Regions from separate parts of the Salmo salar genome. Here region 1 is linked to region 2. A link is a contact called in public Hi-C data. All regions are on one chromosome and are shown on one strand. Each heading gives the region's core, a stretch centred on a gene start, on an enhancer-like site or on the middle of the called end of the contact. The rest is flanking DNA. Distances are from core to core; before and after follow the strand shown. Region 1 holds the start of tpm1 (tropomyosin 1 (alpha)). Region 2 overlaps LOC106561152 (talin-2).

Region 1 (4,432 bases), core at 1,006-3,505, 34 kb before region 2:
ATGTTGGCTACCCTACAGACACTTTCAATACATGAAAATCAATTGTCAACTGAATGTCACATCTAATTTGATAACTTCATTATTGAGGGGGGATTAACTTGCCTTGTTAATGTTTTTTCTTTGTTCATATTTATTTAGCCTGGGATCATCATGCCATAACGTGATAAACCTAGGTATTTTATACATATCATTTTTTTCAGCCCCTGGATGCAGCTCCTGGTGTCACGCATGAATCGACATACACACGTTGCTGATAGTTTTCCTTTTATGGAGCATTTCCCTAATTTCAAGTTCTTCTCTGTATGAAGCCAAATTACACCGCAGGGAAGCCAAATTACACTCTAGGGTATGAGTTTAACTAAATGTTCCTCAAAACAACAAACAAAATACATTAATAATAAGATACAAGAATAATCTTGCAAAAATACGATAAGTCTAAAAGTGGATATAATTAGTAAATAGCTCATTATTAGAAAATACTTCAGGTTGATGGTAGAATAGTTAGAAAATCTAATTTAAGGGAAACGAATTTAATATAGACCTAGTCTGTTCTGTTGCAAGAAACAGGCACAGCCCAAAAAAGTAAGCTCTAACTTGACCGATGACCAAATAAAGCAGTGGGCTATATTTATCCGTGTGGTGCACACGCACTCCGCTTGGAGACTGCACGTTCAACACATTCAGTTTCCACTCATAAATGTCCCCACTTTAAGGAGCTGTGGAGAGAAATCTGATTTACTGTCTTAAATTGACTTTGGGGTCTCATATGTAGGCTATCTATGTGGAGAGATTCAAATACCAGAACACTGAAACACTTTTGTTCTTTATATTGATATGATTTAGGTGACTTGTGATCTTTGACAACAGACAAACAACCACAAACAAAATATATAAAATGACAGTTCAACAAAATCTGGCATGACATCATGATTGTTTGTGATTTAAATATTATTCCTTTATCATAATAAGCTACATTCCAACTGGCCCATAGACATATTGGGCTCGACAGGTGAGTCACACCTAAACAGTATTCTACCTACATTTGGTAATCTGAGAAACGACTTTAGACCGAGTGATGAGACCGAATAAAGGCCTCTCACATAACACTGTCATTTTACACATTTTACAGATGTGGGAAGCAGTGTGCAGGAATGGTGATTTTGTGCCCTTTACTTACGTCCGTGGCTGTCTTCTCAGCCACCTCAAGTTTCTCCTGTGCATCCTTAAGAGACTCAGAGTACTTGTCCAACTCATCCTCTGTTCCCTTCAGCTTCTTCTGCAGAGCTACCAAGTCATCCTCGAGCTGAGGTTTGTTTAAGTGTGGACAGTTTCACAGGGGTGATCAGCGGGAAACAGAGGGCGTGAGCGCGCACAGAGCGCAAGAACGCAGACAGACAGAGAAAGGGAGAGAGAGGAGAGAAGTTAGGGAAAATCATGCGAGCCACACAAAATACCTTGGTGGCCACCTCCTCGGCGTTCAGCAACTTTTCCTCGGCGGCTTGGAACTCATCAAGCACTTTATCACGTTCATCTTCGGTGATCCGTAATTTCTTTTCCAACTCACTTATTTCATCCTCTAACTACACATGCATAAATAACAACATTTTATTTATTTGAATAGAACATCAAAGTGAATATACTATTGCATTTATGCTGAAAGAAGCATATGTTTTTCAATAGCCTATCTATATTCCCCACAGTAATTATTCTATATTTCCTACTTATAATTAACCGACAGCAATTTTCCTATACACATATTTTCCTACTTATAATTAGGCTACATTAATACAACTTCACCCACCCATCAATCAGTGACATGGACGTAATTAGTAAACACAATTATTCCGATAATTCATACCCAGGTCACTTAATAGCCTACCCGTTGTGATATGTTATTCATAAATATCACTTAAATACTCCTTATTTCGAATGATCCGTAAAAGTGATACATCCACATTGAAGAGGTGATCGATCCATGTTTAGAGACTGCGGCGAACAGAGCCACTGGTATTCAGGTGCCTTTTCTAGAATCATTTAGATTTCCCATATATAATGCCGACCTGTTTGCTCTTGTCCTCTGCTGCCTTCTTGTCTCCCTCGGCTCCCTCAGCTCTGTCCAAGGCATTCTCCTTGTCGAGCTTGAGCATCTGCATCTTCTTCTTGATGGCATCCATGGCTGCTTATTTTTTGTTTGGCTCCACCAAATGTTTCGAAAGAGACCCGAGGAGAGAGACTGTGCGTCTGTGCTTAACTGACCGTTGCGCTGGAGTGCAAGCTCTTCTTGAATGTGCCTTGTCAAATATGTACTGTCAAGAAGGGGAGGGGACTAAATTCCTTTAGACATCCAATACTTTTTTGGAGACGGCATCTCGGGGTCCCTTCCCCTTGCCCTATCTTTCTTTATGGATCTACTCGGTGATTCGCTGCTCTCAGACATTTGACCATTGATATGACTATATATGGGATTTGATAGTTTTGTCTAGAAAGGATACAGCTTTTGTCAAAGTTGACTTTTCGTAGCAGGTTTAGGAGAACTTACGCAGCAGGTTATGAGAATTCACTTAGCAGGTTAGTATAATTGGGTTAAGGTTAGGTAAAGGGTTAGGGTTAGCTAAAATGCTCCCAAAACTACGTTTGACTTCAGATTTGACAAAAGCTGTATCCCATCTAGGCATGACCGATTTGATGGGCAGGAGAGCAGCCCCTTCAAGATGTAGGTTCCTATTTCTAAGGTAGTAAATCTACTGTTTGGGAAGGACACTGTCCAGGGCAGGAGTATGCAAAATGTGCTGTTTTATAATGCTATTCTACACATTTTGTCTTGATACTAAGAGAACATGTTGCAGTTTTAAAGCCAATTTCCTGCAATTCTACACGTGTGCCAGCATGTTGGCAGTGGGCCATACTACAGTAAGTACAATATATTGAGATTATTTCCCCTCATGTCATTCTGAGATGATTTAGTATTGAATAGTGTTTAATGATTTTTTGTCCTTTTGTCTCAGGATACTGGACCATAACTGTGTCAGTGCCCAGTGCTATCCATGGAGCTGAAATTGTCCTCCTGGGAGGTGTTGTATTAGCTCAGGTCAAGTGTACAGTCAGTGAAGAGGTACTGCTGGTGAAAGACTCAGGTCAACCAGCCCCTCGAGGCATTGTTCACAATCTGAGAGGCGTAAGATAGGAAAGAGCTGCCAGATAATGTATCAAGTAGCCTCCCTGCTAACTCTTTAAGTATTAGTTGGCTGTAGCCAGACAGCCTCCATGGGATACTGAAGTGTGATAGTATTTCAACAGCCCTCTGCTCCCTTTGACAATCTACAGTAGCTATATACTGTAGTTCTAATCAGGGGTGCAACTTTGGTTTTAGGTTGGGGGGACATAACATAATTTAAATTATAATTTTTTTATCCAGTCTGATAAACACTCCAAACAGCCTACCCAATCACTCGGAGCCGTCCGCATGGTCCTAAAGCCCCCCCCCCCCATTTTGTATCACATTCCAATGATAAAACTGGGAGGGACAAAAATGCAATTTCAGAATGTGGGGGGGACATGTCCCCCATCCCCAGTGAAAGTTGCGCTGCTGGTTCTAATGTTAGAGAACTGTCACTGCTGTTCAGACTGTTCAAGATGGATATAAGAAGAGTAATCGTAAAACACAATCTACAGGGAACGAGTTAATTAAACTGGACCTGCATGACCATACAGTACATGACAGGTTTTTAGCAATTGTTTATGTTTGGAAATTAACCTGAAGAAATATTGATAAAACAATGGATTGATCAGTTTGACTATCTCTCATATCATCCATCGCATTGAAGGTTAACCATATCAATTGAACAGATACTAATTTGCCACAATTGACAAAAAGTAGAGGCAAGCCATTCGTGAAGCACCCGAACAGCTAAAGTTGACATTGGTAAAATTAAATGTAATTCAACTGAGTAATCCCTAATTGTTATTAGTGTGTAAATATATATCTTCTTGTAATGTAGACAGGAAGCTGAAAGAAACATAGGGTTAGACTGAGGCCTTCTTGAGTCTCTCCTTCTTATGAGGATATTTTTAGGATTGCCTTCTTCAAGCACCTGCCTTGGTCTGTAAAGTTCAACTAAGTCACTATGCCAAGTGTTCGGGCCAAACCCTATGAGATAAGCCTCTAAAATAATCCAAGTCTTCGTATGCTGTTCACTTTGAGTTTGGGCTGTTTTTATTATCACAGCAACTGACATACGTAGGTTGATTGCCATTCATGGGTGTGTTGTGTGCGCTGTGGTTGCAGTCAGATATTTACATGGAGGGAGAGAGCATGAATTTGCACGTCCCATATAATGTGGTAATGAGTCAAAATCCACTTAGCCTATTGTTTTCTGGCACATTCATATATTTTCTTTCGTGTGCAGGGTCCGACATTAAAGATGGTACACCG
Region 2 (4,125 bases), core at 1,502-4,001:
AGGGCACCAATTGGCAGATGGGTAAAAAAAAGCAGTCAATGAATATCCCTTTGAGCATGGTGAAGTTATTAATTACCAGTGGTGTAAAGTACTTAAGTAAAAATACTTTAAAGTACTACTTAAGTCGTTTTTTTGGGGTATCTGTACTTTATTTTACTATTTATATTTTTGAATACTTTTAATGCACTACATTCCTTAAGAAAATATTATACTTTTTACTCCATACATTTTCCTTGACACCCAAAAGTACTCGTTACATTTTGAATGCTTAGCAGGACAGGAAAATGGTCCAATTTACACACTTATCAAGAGAACCTCCCTGGTCATCCCTACTGCCTCTGATCTGGCGGACTCACTTAACACACATGCTTCGTTTGTAAATTATGTCTGAGTGTTTGAGCGTGCCCCTGGCTATCCGTAAATTAAATTTAAAAAACAAGAAAATGGTGCTGTCTGATTTGCTTAATATTTGGAATTTGAAACGATTTATACTTTTACTTTTGATACTTAAGTATATTTTAAAACAAATACTTTTAGAGTTTTACTCAAGTAGAAGTTTACTGGGTGACTTTTTATTTTACTTGAATCATTTTCTTTTAAGGTATCTTTACTTTTAATGAAGTATATTATAATTGGCTACTTTTTCCACCACTGTTAATTACACTTTGGGTGACATATTGATACACCCAGTCACTACAAAGATACAGGCTCCCTTCCTAACTCTGTTACCGGAGAGGAAAGAAACCACACAGGGATTTCATCATGTGGCCAACGGTGACTTTAAAACTGTTACAGAGTTTAATGTCTGTGATAGGAGAAAACTGAGGATGGATCTACAACATTACAGTTACTAACCTAATTAACAGAGTGAAAAGAAGGAAACCTGTACAGAATAAAAATATTCCAAAACATACATCCTGTTTGCAACAAGGCACTAAAGTAATAATGCAAAAAATGTGGCAAAGCAATTCACTTTTTGTCCTGAATACAAAGTGTCATGTTTGGGGCAAATCCAATACAACACATTACTGAGTACCACTCTCCATATTTACAAGCATAGGGATCTGCATTGTGTCCCACCACCTGCCAACCCCTCTTTTTACGCTACTGCTACTCTCTGTTCATCATATATGCATAGTCACTTTAACCATACCTACATGTACATACTACCTCAATAAGCCTGACTAAACAGTGTCTATATATAGCCTTGCTATTCTTATTTTCAAATATCTTTTTACTGTTGTTTTATTTCTTTACTTACCTACACACACACACACACCTTTTTTTCGCACTATTGGTTAGAGCCTGTAAGTAAGCATTTCACCTGTTGTATTCGGCGCACGTGACAAATACACTTTGATTTGATAGTGATGGCTGCATCATGTTATGGGTATGCTTGTAATCGTTAAGGACTGGGGAGTTTTTCAAGATAAAAAGAGAATGGCGCTAAGCACAGGCAAAATCGTAAAGGAAAACTTGGTTGTCTGCTTTCCACCAGAAACTGGGAGAAGAATTCACCTTTCAGCAGGACAATAACCGGAAACACAAGCCAAATTGACTCTGGAGTTGCTTACCAAGAAGACAGTGAATGTTACGGAGTGGCCGAGTTTCAGTTTTCACTTAGATCTACTTGAAAATGGTTGTCTAGCAATGATCAACAACCAATTTAATGGAGCTTGAAGAATTTTTTAAAGAACAATGGGCAAATGTTGCAAAATCCAGGTGTGGAAAGCTCTTACAGACTTACCCAGAAGGACAGCTGTAATCGCTGCCAAAGGTGTTTCTACAAATTATTGACTCAGGGTGTGATATTTCTGTATTTCATTTTCAATAAATTAGCACAAAGTCTGTGTAGATGGGTGAAAATATATATTTTTTTAAATCCATTTTGAATTCAGGCTGTAACAACAAAATGTGGAGTAATTCAAGGGGTATGAATACTTTCTGAAGGCACTATATATAAGCAAACAAAAAATCACTATTAGTGTTATCATGTTGGAGTCATGAAGTTATTCATGCTGGTGTGCCAAACAGACATTTTGAAGAACTTGATTGCAGGTCTAATAAAGTGGTTTCCTAATCAGACTGCAATCATGAAGTTCATGGCAATAAGAGGACAGACCCACTGGAGATCGTGGGATCTACACAGCATTATTCATCCTATTGAGAGTTGTTATAGTCCTATTCCTGAGCCAAAGCTCCCAAAACAACATCATCCTCTTCCTCTGGTCTAAGTTGTGGTGGAATGGCAATCCCTTCCCTGCTGGACACATGGCTTGAGTTTCCCCTCTCCACTGTGTGGCCTCGCATGAGACCAAAACAGTCAAACAACCAAATATGGTGTTCATTAGGCTGACTATGTGTATCGCACTGCTGGGCACCTCTGCTCTGACCGTCTTTCATACAGTCTGTCCTGGGGAGCCCAGGGCAGGGCACTGAGAGGAGGACTGGCATGTGAGCTCCAGACTTACTGGAAGATTTGTCACCTGAGGAGAATGTGCTCACTGCCAACGTAAGGTCTACTAGAGGTAGAACTGCAGATCAGAATTGCATGGCATCACTTTTAACATCAGAGGACTTATACAGACAACATTATAGAAATGGGCAATCCATTTGAATCTATTGGGAATCTGATCAAGTGAACTGAAAGTACAAACATCTAAAATGGCAATCAGTCGCTGCATGGTTCAGGGTCTGTTCTGTGAACCAGGGGAATACAGCACATACTGTATGACCATATTTGGTCTGCCTGAATTTGCACTCTCCATCCACTACAGCATAGGTCTCAAAACACCCAGTGACCCCAATCTCTACATTGAAAAGACTAACAGTGACATCTACTGGAAAGAATGTTGGTGAGATGATACAGCCTTTGCTTTGTTTCACTATTCCATTTCCTTTAAGTTCATTCAGGATTCCTGTTCAAGAATGAATGATACATACAGTAAATTAAACACAATGACCACTAACAAACTGGGCCATGTTTGTTTCAAATTCTTTATTTTCAGTGAATACAAAAAATACCTTTGTGACAAGATAAATATTAGACATATAGCATCAGTTAAACTGTTGAAATGAATTCAGTCTGTTAAAGAAAGCACAACACCTACAGCTAGTCGTTTTTCCTATTCCAGTTAATGCTTATAGACAAATTGCTTAGACAATATACATTATCTCAGGATAGTCGTTACATTTATTGTTAAAAACTTCATTTATAGTGGTTTAACAATGAAACAAGGACGTTATTTAGTCCTATTTATAAGGATTATGTGTATGCTGAATGAATTTCAAGGCAGAGCAAATTATCATCTTTAAGAGTTCAATAACAACTTGCCACATGCTCATGGAATGCATTGTAGTGTGTATTAAGTTCTGTATATAGTCTAAAACCTAAACGTATCCATGGATGCACTTTATATACCAGCATGGTTTACGGCAGGCAGATGGGCTACCAGCCAAGGCAATACATTGTGTTATGGCATAGGACTAGGTGATAGTTAATGGCCCAGAGAGAGTTTGGGTTAGACGGGATACATGTTCTTATCCAGAAGGACAAGCCTTTAGATGTTGTTACAGCGGGGTTTCAATTAAGGCACAAGTACACAATGCAGACCACAGACTGACAACGAGGGACTGAGCTGTTGGAGTGGACACAATACTAATGACCTTATACTACACCAATACTGGAATAACATAAATTAACTATTTTCCTACTCAGGGCTAGGGCCAGGACGATACCAGTATCACAATATTTCTTTCCATTACAAAAATGAAAAACACGAAGCAGACCAAACTCTTCGGTCCTTTAAAAGCATGCTATAGCTTGGAAAATATATACATGTGACTCTGGATGACAACATAATGATGTTTCATTCCAACATAAGGGCTGTTTTCCTAAAGAAGTTAAATCCGCTTTGTGTTTTGTTTCTTTTACACGATACTAACGAGTATTGCAATACTGGTATCGTCCCGGCCCTAGTCAGGACTGGACTGTATGTGGTTTCATCACTAATACATTTGACAGGTGCGTTAGTAGTAATCCTGAATGGTTGAACATGGAAGGCATTGCTTGCTCTCCTCAGTGCATAAGGTTATACCAGACATCTCAGTGCCATTCTACACCAC

What was found. Hi-C and Micro-C count contacts between places; a contact is called where the count stands out from the background.
Region 1: a contact with region 2 is called in a Hi-C map of muscle, with 8 times the contacts expected there. The contact joins the promoter of tpm1 here to the enhancer-like site in region 2. A contact is called at or near these places in 2 of 3 Hi-C or Micro-C datasets (gill and muscle).

Annotation. Positions count from the first base shown.
Region 1 is chrssa10:91,188,097-91,192,528 of Ssal_v3.1, reverse strand. tpm1 (tropomyosin 1 (alpha)) reads right to left here and starts at 2,255. Exons shown (of 10, transcript NM_001123656.1): 1 at 2,061-2,255; 2 at 1,178-1,303. The coding sequence starts at 2,174.
Region 2 is chrssa10:91,155,362-91,159,486 of Ssal_v3.1, reverse strand. LOC106561152 (talin-2) reads right to left here. Exons shown (of 57, transcript XM_045688215.1): 57 at 2,984-4,125. Among protein-coding and RNA genes, the nearest start is that of tpm1, 33 kb to the left of the region's middle. Within about 2 kb of position 2,751, at least 4 of the 13 cell types and tissues checked have an H3K27ac peak or open chromatin away from gene starts, as enhancers often do. A contact at or near this core is called in muscle, where this site is marked.